Regions from separate parts of the Mus musculus genome. Here region 2 is linked to region 1. The links are chromatin contacts, called in public Hi-C maps. All regions are on one chromosome and are shown on one strand. The core of a region is the stretch at or near the end of the contact, and the rest is flanking DNA. Distances in the headings are between cores, read along the strand shown. Region 1 holds the start of Srp14 (signal recognition particle 14). Region 2 has its middle 13 kb from the start of Bmf.

Region 1 (7,823 bases), core at 2,469-4,968:
TGAGCGTCAATGATGAGACTAATCTACTCAGCCCCAACAGGAACTGGATGGAGGGTGTGCGCCTTGAGGAGCTGTGACAAATACAAGGATGACCTCTTCCACACAGGAGTCTGAAGCTCTGATGCCTGCTCCTCCCCAAGCAATGTGCACCTGTTCTTCCTGCCTCGTCTGTCCTTTTGTCACATGGCCTGCCCGCATCTGTCCTTTTAAGTGTTACATGGCCCCTGCCTGCACTGGGTGGTGCCTTGCAGATCAGACAGCAAGGATGTGTTAGTTGAACGTAAGATCTGGAGAGCTTTGTCAGTAGCTAAGCTGTTTCTTCCAGCCTTTCTTGGTCTTTCTTCTTACCCAACTGGAGGACATTCAACACAAGCACCTTTTCCAATCAAAGAGGAGCAAGATTTATATAGCCCAAGGAATGCCACTAACAGTTAAGTTGTGAGTGCTTAGAACTGTAATCCTTTGGGTCAGATTTCTCCTTGCCTCAAATAAAAACTGCTTTTGTGTGTGGGGGGGGGTGGGAAAGGCAAGACCATTAATTATGGCTAGTAGTAGATGTAACCATGAGAACATGGAGCTTGTGGTGATTTGAAGAAGAGGCCATGACCATGAGCCAAGGAATGTGAGTAGCATCTAGACTGTTAAGAAACACATTCTTCCTGAAAGCTTCCAGATGGAATTCAGCCCTCTAAACACACCGTTTTTTCTTGACTTCTGATCCAGAGGTATAAAAGAATAAATTTTTAAAATTTCATGTTTTAAAGATTTTTCTTTATACTTATGAATGTTTTGCCCTGTATGCATGTCTGTGCACCAAGTATTTGTCTGTTGGGTCCTCTGGAATTGGGGTTAAGGACAGTTGTGAGCCACCCTGTGAGTGCTGGGAATGGAACGCAGATCCCCTGCAAGAGCAACAAGGGTTGTTGGCCACTGAACCATCCCTCGAGCTGCCCTGAGATGAAAAATAGTAAATGTCTGCTGTGTGAAGCGAGATTTGGGGCTTGGTATGGAGGCAATAGGAAGCTAGCACAATCTTCTAGTTGGGCTCCCACTTTCCGCTTTCTTATTTATTTATTTATTTATTTATTTATTTATTTATTTATTTATTTATTTATTTATTTGAGACAAGGTCTCACTATGTAGCCTTGGCTAGCCAAACTTGCTTCATAGACTAGGCTGGCATCCAACTCACAGATATCTGACTGCTTTTGGACTGCCTTTGCCTAGTGCATGCTGAGATTAAAACTATGTATCAACATGCATAGCTCTCTCTCTCTCTCTCTCTCTCTGCCTGTCTCTGTGTCTCTTTCTCTAAGAAAGATTTCCCCATGTAGCCAAGGCTGGCTATATTAGCAGGCTCTGTGTTTCAACTCGACACAAGTAGAGTTATCAGAGAGGAAGAAGCCTCAGTTGAGGAAATGTCTTCATGAGATTCATCTGTAAGACATTTTATCAATAAGTGTGATCAGTAGGGGAGGGCCCAGTCCACTGTGGGTGGTGCCATCCCTAGGATGGCAGTCCTGGGTTCTATAGGAAAGCAGGCTGAGCAAGCCAGTAAGCAGCACCCCTCTATAACCTCTGCATCAACTCCCACCTCCAGGTACCAGCCCTGTTTGAGTCCCTGTCTTGACTTCCTTCAGTGATGGAACTGTGCTCTGGAAGTATAAACTGAATAAACCCTTCCCTCCATGACTTGCTTTTTGGTCATGGTGTTTTCATCCCAGCAGTAGAAACCCTAAGACACTGGCCTAGAACTCACTCTGTAGCCCAGGCAGGGCTCAAATTTGCCATCTACCTTCCTACTTTAGTTTCCTTATCTCTGGGATTATAGGCACGTGTAGATACACTCAGTTCTGCCTTCTTTATAGTGTGTTCTCTATGCCACAGGTGGGGGAATCTTTCAAATATAAATATGATTTTCATTGTCTGTGTACGGCATTCTTATCAAGACCTTCTCTCTGGATTTGCTTTTCGGGTTTTCGAGACATGGTTTCTTTGGCTCTCCTGGAATTTACTCTAGACCAGGTTGGCGTAACTTTTGAATTTTCTCAAACCCTACTTTTAATAATGGTTCCTAAATGCTCTAACCTCCCTTCTAGCCCACTACCTACAGGTTATTAGGATACAGGGGAAGTGTATCTGTTTAGAAATTATTCTTTGGAGCAAATCCCACCCCCATTGTCAGGAAATCAGCAGTTCAGTTCATAGCGTTCAGTAGCAGCAGCTCCATCCACTCGCAAATACTTCATTAATACACCGAGAAGCAGCCCAGCAGTCCAACTCAGAAGTGTTGGGATGGCAAACATGAATCAGCAGTGGTGGCATGACCTAGCAGAAACTGCCAGGCCTCCACCAAAACCAGCAGGAGCAATTAAGCCAGGAGAAGTTCTCTGCCATGTCTCTCTGAATGACGTGAAGATCATTGAAGACGCAAGACCGAGAAGCACTCCAAAACTAACTATGCAAGCCCCCATCACTGTCCATTGAGTCCTATTTATACTCCCTCCAAACATCACGTGTCCTCTAAGGGTCTTGCCTCAGTCTGACTTAGCAAAACTCCATGAGTCTGTATCAGCTGACATCACTCTGCCAATTGGCTGGAGTCCGAGGAAGTGGCAAGAAACTGCAGCATATCACCAGAAGTTTTTGTGTGTGTGTGTGTGTGTGTGTGTGTGTGCATTTCTCTCTATGGGGTCATGACAAACGGAGCTCAGCTACTCAATGTAAGGTGAACCAATGCATGCATGTTGTTATCGAAGAATCCTTCATCTCTCATTCTTTCTAAACATCCTTTTACCTGTGTCTGCTTCAGCGAAATGTTCTTTGATATAACCGATTTACCAAAGAAACCAGAAGTTTCCACTTTAGGCTGGCCTTGAACTCAGAGATCCTCTGCCTGTCTCTGCCTCCTGAGTGCTGAGATTAAAGTCATGGGCCATCATTCTTGTCTGAATTTAAGATTTTTAAACATCTTAAATCCAGATACTCACACTCCACCGATGAGCCACTCCCTCCCCACTCCCCTCTTTCTACCAGGAACAACATCTGAGCCTTCTGTGGCTATGGGCCCTGCTAACGGTGGCAAAGGCCCCGTGTGATCCCCGGCTCCTTCTCCAATCACTTTCACATATTTTCCCACCCTCTGAAGTAGGATAGAAAGAAAAAACTATGGACCCTGGAAACAAAAAAAAAAAAACAAAACAAAAAAAAAAGCACCTTTTTCTGGGGTCTAGCCTGTGCTTCCTGCTGACTTCAGCACTGCCGATGAGATAGATCAACAGTGCCTTCAGAGCAAGTACTCTTTGTCTAAAGATACCTCAAACAAAGATACTGAAACAGCGAACTCTGCTGTTTTAGCTTTCGGCTTTGAGTTTAACTTGGAGCTCCTTGGCCACTTATTCCTAAATGTAAACAATGCATCTATAAAAACACCTCACATCTTCATCTTCATCAGCAAGTTCTGAGAAACCAGATCATTGTGTAAAAAATGGGGAAAGTGAGTCAGTGGACTCTTGGGTGACTTGCATATGTCTATCCAGTCTTTCTTTTGCTCTCATTCCCTCCTACAGCCTACGGTGTAGCTTGACAACGCAGTCCAACCACCGAAAGCAAGCGTCACTCCTCATCCTGGATAGACGCGGGAGGAGGCGCCGAGCGCGCAGGCGCAAGGCAACCCGAGCGAAGCGAGGATTGACGGAAGACGTGCAACTAAAGCGGAAGTCCCGCCCAGCGCGAGCGAGTTTTCCGGCTGTAACCGCTGGAGGCTTCTGCTGACGGCGTCGGACCTGCGGAGCCCAGGATGGTGTTGCTCGAGAGCGAGCAGGTACCGGCGGCCCCGGAGGGCCCGGGACTCGAGCGAGTGGGGTCAGCTCGGGTCGCGGTTCTCCCTTTGCGGGCGGGCCGGGGCCGTGAGGCGGCGGGGCGAGGAGCGGAGGCTGCCTAACGGGGCGTGTTGTGTTGCAGTTCCTGACGGAGCTGACCAGGCTCTTCCAGAAGTGCCGCTCGTCGGGCAGCGTGTTCATCACCCTCAAGAAATGTAAGCAATCTCCGGGGCCGCCTGGGAGGGGACAGCCCGGCCCCCGGCCTGTCCGCACCGGCCACCTCCGGGGCTCGTGGCCGGTGCGGCGCCGGCCACCCACTCACCGTGACAGTGGGGCCCCAAGTGTGTCCGACGCCCGTTGTCAGGCAGCCCGGCCCCCGCTCCGTTAGTGAGGAAGAATATGCCTCGGGGTCCCAGTGTTTATCGAGCGAGTCGTTGCTCCTAGTTTTGGCTGTATCCTGAGTGATGGCGGACCCTTCCTTACGATCATCACTTTGGACCCAGAAGCAACGCCTGTGGTGGTGTTTACCTGGGTGGACTTTTTTTTTTCTTAAACACAGATGACGGTCGCACCAAACCTATCCCGAGGAAGAGTTCTGTGGAGGGCCTCGAGCCCGCAGAAAACAAGTGTCTGTTGAGAGCCACGGATGGGAAAAGGAAGATCAGCACCGTGGTGAGCTGGAGGCCTTTCTTAAGGCTCTGCTTTCTTTTGAGTTGGCCTGGCCGACTCAGAAAAAGTCAGTTTTCTCTCAAGTAGCCAAGGTACAGGAGCAACCTATCTCAGTGCTAGCTAGGGGAACACATTTAAAAAAAATTAAAATAGTGTCTTGCAGTCTACTCAGGCTGACTTTGAACTTGTGATTTAGGAAGCTCACACCAGGCGCTTCAGCCCGTGCTGGTGTCACAGGAGTGTCTCATCAACTGAGACAGATGACAGTGATGGTTTTTGTGAAGTTGGAGATGTGACCCAAGCCAGGGTCTTCATCCCGCTAAGTCATCGCTCTGGGTTGAGCCTCACCCCCACCCCGAGGGAGGAGGGGCATGTCAGGATTAGGTCCGGGTCCCCCTTCCCTGTCATTTTGGCCTGTCACTCCCAGGCTGTTGTGGGATCAGGATCTACTTCTGCTTCTTTTTGGTGGAGGGGGTGGGTTGTTTGGTTGGGATAAGGTCTCGGGTAACTGAGGTTCCTTAGGTCGCCTCTGTCTCCAACGTGGTGGAATCCTAGGTGTGCACCACCTTCACAGTTCCTGTTTTTGTAGGACAAACTATCAGCAATAAACTGTTAGGCAGAAAGTAGAGGCCGAATGCTTGTTCTGCTGGAGTCCGTGGTAGTGAGCATGTGGTCCGTTTTCCTAGGAGTTGCTGTGAAGCATGACTGGCTGTGTTTTCTTTCTCTGCTGCTCCATCAGTACATAGGTTCTGGGAATTAGATGATTATTTTTAACCTGTTTTTTTCCAGGTCTTTGTGGCTCACTTAACAAATGTAGCTACAGGTTAGGCTTGGCACTACAGAGGATATCTAGTCAAGAACCATGATCTTTTTATGAAAGGGTGAATATGCAAAACAAAGATTCCCTGGATTCAGAGCGAATGCTTCTTAATTCTATAGCGAGCCTGTAATGACAGTAGTACAGGATACTCAGGAAACTGCGGACGGTAGCTGATGTTCTCTTGAGACGACTGTCAAGGTAAAGCAAGGCTACATTGCCGTTATGGTTGGCTGCCACAAATGTGAAACAGCCTTTTTCCTAGGTATTATTTCTTTTATGACAGTTTGAATTGTGCTTATATCAGTCTGAATCAATGGAAGATAGAGTTTCATGAGACAGGTCCTTGCTTATCCAGCCCATCCTGGCCTGGAGCTTGTTCCTGTTCAGGCCAAGCCTGCCGAGCACTGGGACTCCAGGCCAGAGCCACCACGTGCTCAGCAGAGGGAGAAGTTTGGATGTAGTTTGCATAATAAAATGAACACTTTTGACAAGTCCTCTGATATCGCTCAGAATCCAAAGAGAAAAACGTAGGGGCATCTGTATAAGGTTTTTTTTTTGTTTTTTTTTTTTTTGTTTTTCGAGACAGGGTTTCTCTGTATAGCTCTGGCTGTCCTGGAACTCACTTTGTAGACCAGGCTGGCCTCGAACTCATAAATCCGCCTGCCTCTGCCTTCCAACTGCTGGGATTAAAGGCGTGCACCACCATGCCCGGCTCTGTATAAGGTTGTTTTTTGTTTTACCTTAAATTTAAAGACTGTGGTACCGGACGATCGTCCCAGCTTTGTCTCACAGTTGGGGTTATCAGAGTGGGTTTGTCTGAGGGATTTTAGAGAGGTGAATAGTTTGGTGGGAGCCCACTTCTGCCTTCCCATCCTGCTGCAGATGTCATATGGAAGAAGGCACAGAGCTGCTTTGCTTGTTCTTGAGAGCAGGTTAGGGTGGTTAGACAGCTGTGAGTACACTGGGACCCCGAAAGTTGGGAATTAGTATTTAAAGATTAGTTGTCTTTTTGTTGTCTTTTTGAAACAGGGTCTCTGTGCGGTCTTGCAACTCGCTATATAGACCAGGCTGGCTTAGAACTCACAGAGATCTGTCTGCTCCTCTCTCCAGAGTGCTGAGGTCCAAAGGTGTTTGTGGGCTACCATGCCTGGCCTAGGTGTTGTCTTGATGAACATTTTGGCTTTTCTTGGGTGAATAGGTGGTGTCTATATCTATAAAAAGAGATGGTCTTTTTCCCTTTGCAGGTGAGCTCCAAAGAAGTGAACAAGTTTCAGATGGTAAGTTCCATTCCCTGCTCTCCAGTCCTCCTTGAGGGCGTGGTGCCACCCAAGATGGAGCCTGACCTCTCCGTTTGCCCGCACTTTCATTTTATGAATATTGTTCAGCAGTGGTTTCCTTTCCCTCCTGCCTACCTTATTTTTATTTTTTCCTTTTTTCTTTTTTTGGTTTTTCGAGACAGGGTTTCTCTGTGTAGCCCTAGCTGTCCTGGTCCTCACTCTGTAGACCAGGCTGCCTTGATTTCTTTCCCTTTAAGACTAGTTCTTTCTTAAACTTCAGATATGCTCTATGATATTGTTGAGTAGGAAGTTGTCTGAAGTTTTCCCTTTTTGCTTGGGGAGTGCACGGCCTGCAGCTCCCTGGGGAGTATGTCTCAGCTGCTGAAGGAGTGAAGACTTTGATGGCATACCAGTTGCCAGGACAGGTGTCCCAGAAGGCTTTCTCATGCCAGCTACTCCAAGTCTGTGTGAAAGTCACCTGCTTCCCCAGTTGGTACCTTTTCTTGTTCTGGCTTTCAGGCCTATTCAAATCTACTGAGAGCCAACATGGACGGGCTGAAGAAGAGGGACAAGAAGAACAAGAGTAAGAAGAGCAAACCAGCACAGTGACAGGCGTGGCTGCTACCAACCAGCTGCACAAGTGCATTTTTCCTCTGTTTGCTGCTTTCAGCACCTCTGTATGTAACTGTTTCCACGGAAGGGTCCTTTAAGAGAGAAGGACTGGGATGGGCTTGGGCTAGTTGTGGTAAGACGCCAGTTTTTGATTTGTGCTGTGTGGCTGGATATTCTTAGATTCCAGCCGTAAGGTTTCTAGTCATCTTTGAGGAGCTATGCATCATTAATCTCCAGGCTAGCTGCTTTTTTTCCTACCCTATTTATGACAGTAACTACTAACTCTAGATGGTACAGTTACTCAAGTGATTTTTACCTTGTCATGAGATTACTGTAATAGTTTTATTAAAAGTTGTGTTATCCTACAGGTGGTTTGTTTTTCTTGGTTGTATCATTTAAAACAACAAAAAATGCATCTAGTTATTTTGTATGTCTGTTGCACATTTGCTCTGTGCCACAGCAACAACCTGTACGATTGGTTTTCTCGTACTATGTGTGTCTGGGACTGAACTCAGGTATTTGGGCTGGGCAGCAAGCATCTTTAATGCCGAGCCATCTGTCTTCCTGGACCTTATCTAATCTTATACGATTCCTTCAGCTAGTCTGAGTTCTCATAGCCAAACA
Region 2 (7,823 bases), core at 3,567-6,066, 83 kb before region 1:
GGCTTGCATTTGTGGTTGAGAAGCCCCATCCACCCTTCACTGACAGGTTGCTCCGCTTTTTTTTTTAATTTTTATTAGGTATTTTCCTCATTTACATTTCCAATGCTATCCCAAAAGTCCCCCATACCCACCCCCCACTCCCTTACCCACCCGCTCCCCCTTTTTGGCCCTGGCATTCCCCTGTACTGGGGCATATAAAGTTTGCAAGTCCAATGGGCCTCTCTTTGCAGTGATGGCCGACTAGGCCATCTTTTGATACATATGCAGCTAGAGACAAGAGCTCCGGGATACTGGTTAGTTCATATTGTTGTTCCACCTATAGGGTTGCAGTTCCCTTTAGCTCCTTGGGTACTTTCTCTAGCTCCTCCATTGAGGGCCCTGTGATCCATCCAATAGCTGATTGTGAGCATCCACTTCTGTGTTTGCTAGGCCCCGGCATAGTCTCACAAGAGACAGCTATATCTGGGTCCTTTCAGCAAAATCTTGCTAGTGTATGCAATGGTGTCAGCGTTTGGAAGCGGATTATGGGATGGATCCCTGGATATGGCAATCACTAGATGGTCCATCCTTTCGTCACAGCTCCAAATTTTGTCTCTGTAACTCCTCCCATGGGTGTTTTGTTCCCTTTTCTAAGAAGGGGCAAAGTGTCCACACTTTGGTCTTCGTTCTTCTTCAGTTTCATGCATTTAGCAAATTGTATCTTATATCTTGGGTATCCTAAGTTTCTGGGCTAATATCCACTTATCAGTGAGTACATATTGTGTGAGTTCCTTTGTGATTGGGTTACCTCACTCAGGATGATGCCCTCCAGGTCCATCCATTTGCCTAGGAATTTCATAAATTCATTCTTTTAAATAGCTGAGTAGTACTCCATTGTGTAAATGTACCACATTTTCTGTATCCATTCCTCTGTTGAGGGGCATCTGGGTTCTTTCCAGCTTCTGGCTATTATAAATAAGGCTGCTATGAACATAGTGGAGCATGTGTCCTTCTTACCAGTTGGGACATCTTCTGGATATATGCCCAGGAGAGGTATTGCGGGATCCTCCGGTAGTACTATGTCCAATTTTCTGAGGAACCGCCAGACTGATTTCCAGAGTGGTTGTACAAGCTTGCAATCCCACCAACAATGGAGGAGTGCTCCTCTTTCTCCACATCCTCGCCAGCATCTGCTGTCACCTGAATTTTTGATCTTAGCCATTCTGACTGGTGTGAAGTGGAATCTCAGGGTTGTTTTGATTTTCATTTCCCTGATGATTAAGGATGTTGAACATTTTTTCAGGTGCTTCTCTGCCATTTGGTATTCCTCAGGTGAGAATTCTTTGTTCAGCTCTGAGCCCCATTTTTAATGGGGTTATTTGATTTTCTGGAGTCCACCTTCTTGAGTTCTTTATATATATTGTATATTAGTCCCCTATCCAATTTGGGATAGGTAAAGATCCTTTCCCAATCTGTTGGTGGTCTTTTTGTCCTTTTGACAGTGTCTTTTGCCTTGCAGAAGCTTTGCAATTTTATGAGGTCCCATTTATCGATTCTCGATCTTAGAGCACAAGCCATTGCTGTTCTATTTAGGAATTTTTCCCCTGTACCCATATCTTCGAGGCTTTTTGCTCCGCTTTTTAAACAAGCTCAGAGTCATCCCCTCTGGCTGAAAGCAAGGAGGTGAGGCGGTCTCCACAGATCAGATTTACCCAGTCGGTCACATAAAATGGTGGATGGGTGCGAGGGAATCTGGCTTTCACTTCACTTCCAGAAACACAGGATGTGCCAGGTTTGGTAGAGTGTACCGCCTGTGCGTGAATGAGTGTGTGTGTGTATACAAGTGTGTATGTGTGTGTACATGTGTGTATGTGTGACATTGTGTACATGTGCTAGTCAGAGGACTTAATTGCTGAGCCATCTCTCCACACACACACACACACCCAAGAGGTATATTCTGTTGTTTTTATGGTTTTTTATTTTTTGGTTTTTTGAGACAGGGTTTCTCTGTGTAGCCCTGGCTGTTCTGGAACTCACTCTGTAGACCAGGCTGGCCTTGAACTCAGAAATTCACCTGCCTCTGCCTCCCAAGTGCTGGGATCAAAGGTGTGCGCCACCGCGCAGGGCAAGAGGTATATTCTTAAGCCTTAGATACGTATAATCTTGGAGCTTTGAGAAATTCTATGACTGGTCCCTGTCCCTCAGATGATAACAGTTGGTCTCAATGGAGCACGCATATCTCAATTTTTTTTAAATATTCCATGTAATTCTTTTACCTTTTTTGATTTTTACATTTATTTATGTGTATGCTTCTAATTGCTGGCATATCATGGCATGTGTGTGGAAGCCAGAGTCAGGTCTCTCCTGTTCAAGGGATCAAGCTCAGGTCATCAGGCTTGGTGGCAAGTGTCCTGAGCCACCTAGGCAGCTCACTGGCTCTCTCCAGGCAATTCCAATGTGCAGCTCTGCTGAGAACCACAGCCTTATTACCTACCAGGAGGGCTTAGGACACCCTCAGTGTTTACCACTGGAAGGTCTGGACTGGAGTGGGGGAGGAGTGAGGGAGGTAAGAGGAAGGTGGGGGGAGATGTTGGGGGGAGGTCTCTGTTTTCTGATACTTCAGGTTTGCAGCTTAGGGTAGAGATGCCTAACTGGATCTAGTTCAGGAGAATTATAACTCTCTAGTAAGTACTACCACTAGTATGCTGGCTAGTTTTATGTTAACTTGACACAAACTAGTTATTTGAAAGAAGGGAACCTCAATTGAGAAAAATGCCTCTACAAGATCCTGCATTTTCTTAGTGATTGATGGTTGAGGGCCCAGCCCACTGTGGGTGGGGCAATCCCTGGGCTGGTGGTTCAAGGTTCTGTAAGAAAGCAGGAGGATTAGATCATGAGGAGCAAGCCAGTAAGCAGCACTTCTCCATGGCCTCTGCATCAGCTCCTGCCTCCAGGTTTGAATTCGTGCCCTGTTTGAGTTCCTGTTCTGACTTCCTTCAGGATGAGCAGCGATAGAGAGGCAAATAAACCCTTTTCTCCCTGGCTTGCTTTAATTATGGTATTTATTCATCATGGCAATAGCAACCTTAACAAAGACAGCCTCCAAGCAAGTGTTATGTGTCAGGAATTTTGGTATAAAGCATTTACATACATGTCTTATATATTCTTATAGTAGTTATATTCTATACATGCTTTTAGAGATAACTTATGTTTTTAACATTCTACAGTTTGTTTTGCATCTGACTTATGAAAAACAGAGCCAATGGTTTTGTTTGTGTGTGGGGTTTTTTTCCATTTATTTTGTGGATTTAAAATATTTTTATTGCACTTATCTATTTAAAAATATGTGAGTGTGGTGTGACTTGGTTGGAGTAGGTGTGCCACTGTGGGTGTGGGCATAAGATCCTCACCCTAATTGCCTGGAAGTCAGACTTCCACTAGCAGCCTTTGGATGAAGACATAGAACTCTCAGCTCTGCCTGCACCATGCCTGCCTGGATACTGCCATACTTCCACCTTAATGATAACTGACTGAACCTCTGAACCTGTAAGCCAGCCCCAATTAAATATTGTTTTTTATAAGAAAAAAATAAAATAAAATAAAATAAAAATATGTGAGTGGATGTTTTCGGGTGCAGGTGGCACAGTACAGGTATGGAAGTCAGAGGACAACTTATGGGAGTTGGTTAATGGGTCCAGGGATCAAGCTCAGTCTTGGCAGAAAGTACCTTTACCTACTGAGCCATCTCAGTGTGTGTGTGTGTGTGTGTGTGTGTGTGAATTTTTATCACAAGGAACACACAGTAATAGCTACTGTTTGTTGAATATCTCTTATGTACAAAAGTGCTCTACAAAGGTTCTTGTATTTATTTGTATTGCTTTTATTTGTATCCATTTATAACAGGACAGTTCATTCTCCAGTGTTATGCAAGGACCCCATCTGATAGATGATGTGACAACTTAGAAGCTACTTTATAATGGGTGCAAAGCTGAGTGTGAATCTCTATGTGTCAGAGTCTAAAGGTTGTTCTTATGTTTTATGTTACCTCTTTTAAAAAACAAACAAACTTCCTTTTTGGGACAGAGTCTCTATCACTGTAGCCTAGGATAGCTAAGATTTCCTAGGCAAAACTTGTGGGAATCACCCTGCCTCAATCTCCAAAGTGGGAGGATTACAGACATGGACCACCACATCTGGTTTACACTGACTTCTTAGGTAACAGCATTGTCTTAAGGTGTTATCTGTGCCAAACCAATTGACTCTCCAAGGATTCCTACCTCTTCCTTCAATTCCAATGGGCTACTGGAAATGGAACCCGGATGAGACACCCACCCGGTATCTTGGGGCACATAGAGTGTGCTTAATAAATACTGTGAAAGTTTCTTTTTAGAGAGGAAGTGATAATTATTTCAGTTAAGCCCATTGGGATTGTATGAAACTAGGAAGTGACCTTATTGCCAAAGGCAAAGTGAAACAAAGTTCTCAAAATAAAACACAAAAACATATGCCTGTAATCCTAGCACTGGTAAGGTTGAGGCAAGTCGACTCTAAGTTTGAGGTCATCTTGGGCTACATAATAAGATTGTCTATCCCCCCCAATACCTAATTTTTTAGTACTATAATTTGTATTTGTTCTTTGAGAATTTCATATGTACATATAATGTATTTTGATCATATCTACCCCCACCTCCAACTTCCCCTAGACCCCCCCTCCAACATGGGCCCCTCCCCATCTCATATCCTCTTCTTCTTTTAAAAAGACAAACAACCAACCCACTGAGTCCAATTAGTACTGCCCTGTGTACACAGGGGCGGGGGGAACTACCCACCAGAGCATGGGTACCTACCAGTAGCCACACCCCTGAGGAAAAATGGCTCTCCTCCTAGCACTGGTGCCAATGGCTCCTCAACTAGGGGGAGCCACATAAACTCCCTCTCATCCACGCTGGGATTTTGACTGGCCTGATCGTGTGCTAGTCTGCTGTGGGTTCATGAGTGTGACAGTCCTGTCGTGTCAGAAGACATCCTCCCCACCTTCCTGCTCTTCCTTAATGTGTCCTGACCTGAAAACTGAAAGCTGACAGTCCCTCAGTCTCCCACTTTAACCAGGAGTCACCATATTAACCCAGAGGCCCACTGAAAAAAATCGGCTCCCCTGACCACAGTTGAGAGTAGTACAAATCTAGGTAGATATTTAGAAAGAAATTTGACAACATAACCATTTAACTAAACAATAGGAGGTTTCCCTAGACATGTAGGTTTTCCTTCAGACCTGGGCTTTTGACAGGTTTTACTACACATGAGTTCCTTCCTGGAGAGCGAGCCTCAGAGCTGATCGGATAGCAGCTGGTTGGTCCCATAACCCTCATGCCTTTATTGTGCCAGTGGGCTGTAAGTGAAGGTGCCCAGAGAGAAGCTACCCTTAAACTCAATCTTCTCCAAGGACAATCAACTGGTTAAAAATTGAATGATTGTGGAGAGGCTACAGTGTTACAGGCCCAGAGTCTAATTACAGTTACCATGGGTTATCTTTAACCTCTAAGCAGCCATTCCTTGCCTACCTTTGTGTTTGACCTAACATCACGAGACTAAAGCCTTTTAGAATGTAATTAACATAATGAAATCCAGTTTCCACCAATCAAAAAGCTAAGAGCATCACCAGCCAGCATTCGAGGCCTAGCACTGAGATTTTTTCCATTTGGCTGTAACCACCTACTTAATATTTCCACAAATTTATTTGAAAAAAAAAAAACTGCCATAAGACTTTGTTTTGGGGGGGTAGGGGGGGTGGGCTGGAGAGATGGCTCAGTGGTTAAGAGCACTGACTGCTCTTCCAGAGGTCCTGAGTTCAATTCCCAGCAACCACATGGTGGCTCACAACCATCTGTAATGGGATCAGATGCCCTCTTCTGGTGTGTCTGAAGTCAGCAACAGTGTACTCATATATATACAAAATAAATAAAGTAATTAAAAGAAAAGACTTTGTTCTGTTATTATAAAAGCATCATGAAAGTTAGGGTAGCATAAATCTGTGTTCCTAGGCCATGGTCCTTCACGTTTTGGCTTCCGAATAATCCCTTATCCTCTTGGAGGTGAGAGTTGTGCTTAGTGTGCGTTGATGCGGAACGTTTTCAAAAGACTATATATGTTTTTCCTCCTTTTGAATTTTTGAAACAGGCTTTCTCCATGTAACCCTGGCTGTCCTGAAACTCACTCTGTAGAACAGGCTGGCCACAGACTCAGAGATCCGCCTGCCTCTGCCTCCTGAGTGCTGGGAATAAAGGCTTCACCAGCCAGCAAAAAGACTAAATTTTTAAAAACTCAAAATCATTTTTCAACACTAGTATAAAAAATTTAAATTTATTTATTATTATGATGTGTGTATTGTGTATGCCACGGTGCACGTGTCATCGGTTCACTCCTTCCGCCTTGAGCAGCAGGGTAAAACTGAAGTTGCTAAGTTTTCCTGGCATGCATCTTTAACCACTGAGCAATTTTGTCAACCCTATCTTTTAAGTGACAAAGAAATGTAGCTTGAATGGAGTAGCTCAGTGGTAAAGCTCTGGCTTAGCATTTGTCTCATGTTCTATTTCTAGAACTGTAAAAAAAAAAAAAAAAAAAAAAACCAAAAACAACATCCACCCCCAACCCAATGAAATGAAGTAGAACGCTTTCTACTTACAGGGAATATTCAAGCTATAAGCACTGAAACAAACCTTCACACAAATAAGAAAACAAGCAAGCTTGAGGAACACTGGCCAAGGAATTGGACTCCAAAACAAGATTCTTTTCTTCTTCCCTCTGAAAACTTGCCTAGTCCCAAAACACAGTTAAGAATGATCATCTATCTGGAAGATGCTGGAGAGGTCAGTAAGAATTTATACTGAGAATTTATGCAGAGGTCATAACTAGACCCCTCCATAGGTAGAAATAAACGCTTATTAGGGATCAAGCTGCCAAGGCTATCTCTGGGTGTGTGGGAGCACAAAATTGCAGAAAGCAAGTAAATTTTATATGTTAACAGGGAGGGGGAGGCTTTGAGCTAATACAGGATTGTTTGGATTGACCCGGAACTAGATGTCCAAGGTAGTTGACGTGTGGGGTGGATTAAGGGAGGTTCCTGATAAACAGAAAATCACTTTAGAAAATCCATGAAGGATGTTGAATTTAAGGCTCCGTTTATCTGGTAACAATCCTTCTGTTTAGGACATTCTCACCAGCACTACCATTTGGGGAGCCCAATGTGGACCTAACAGTCTTACATACTTTATACCTTCATTGTAAGAGAGGCCAGACATGAAACACATTTTATTAAACTATAAGTCTATTATAAAACTTTTTTGATGATCTTCTACAGCTGGGAAATTCAGGATTATTTTGGTGTTTAGTTTTGTTATTAAAAGGTCATATGACTGCTGGTGATGAAGCCTGGAGCAGCCTCAGAAGCAGGTCTGATCGAGGGGAAGAGTTCAGAATTCATAGGCTTGCTCCTTCAGTGCTTAAGGGTATTTATATCTAGAATAGACTTGGCTACATAAAAGCCTGAAATGACCTGATCACCACCCAGTTTCACGTTGTAGCTTGACATTTCTTTAGACAAACTAATCCAGTAATAGCAATTAAAGCTGGGCTTGCCAAAAAAGGACACTTTCATATTTATTCAAATACTAAACCACGCCAGGCAGAGAATGATAGAAAAGAGAAACACACAAACAGTGCTCATCTGTAACTACATTTGTGTACACAGATACATGTGCCCAAACATAAAACACACATGCATATAACATAAAAAATTATTAAACAAAATCTTACCTGGTGAGGTGTGGTAGCATTCAATAGTAATC

Evidence for each region. Hi-C and Micro-C count contacts between places; a contact is called where the count stands out from the background.
Region 2: a Hi-C map of bone marrow-derived macrophages shows a contact between it and region 1, with 63 read pairs. The contact joins the enhancer-like site here to the promoter of Srp14 in region 1. A contact is called at or near these places in 2 of 39 promoter capture datasets (frontonasal cranial neural crest and macrophages), 5 of 15 datasets of contacts at CTCF or cohesin (CD8 T cells, the NIH/3T3 cell line, large pre-B cells and 2 more), 16 of 484 Hi-C or Micro-C datasets (the 63-12 cell line, the AML12 cell line, B cells and 10 more), 17 of 115 datasets of contacts at active chromatin or transcription factors (the 230-238 cell line, CD4 single positive thymocytes, CD8 T cells and 10 more) and 3 of 9 other capture datasets (adipose tissue, liver and pancreatic islet).

The regions. Positions count from the first base shown.
Region 1 is chr2:118,475,591-118,483,413 of GRCm38.p6, reverse strand. It overlaps Srp14 (signal recognition particle 14), which reads left to right and starts at 3,718. Exons shown (of 5, transcript NM_009273.4): 1 at 3,718-3,823; 2 at 3,964-4,036; 3 at 4,381-4,493; 4 at 6,555-6,587; 5 at 7,107-7,571. The coding sequence starts at 3,800. The coding sequence ends at 7,196. It also overlaps the pseudogene Gm13983.
Region 2 is chr2:118,559,199-118,567,021 of GRCm38.p6, reverse strand. No RefSeq gene overlaps it. Among named protein-coding and RNA genes, the nearest start is that of Bmf, 13 kb to the right of the region's middle. Within about 2 kb of position 4,816, at least 44 of the 459 cell types and tissues checked have an H3K27ac peak or open chromatin away from gene starts, as enhancers often do. A contact at or near this core is called in the 230-238 cell line, the 63-12 cell line, B cells and 4 more, where this site is marked.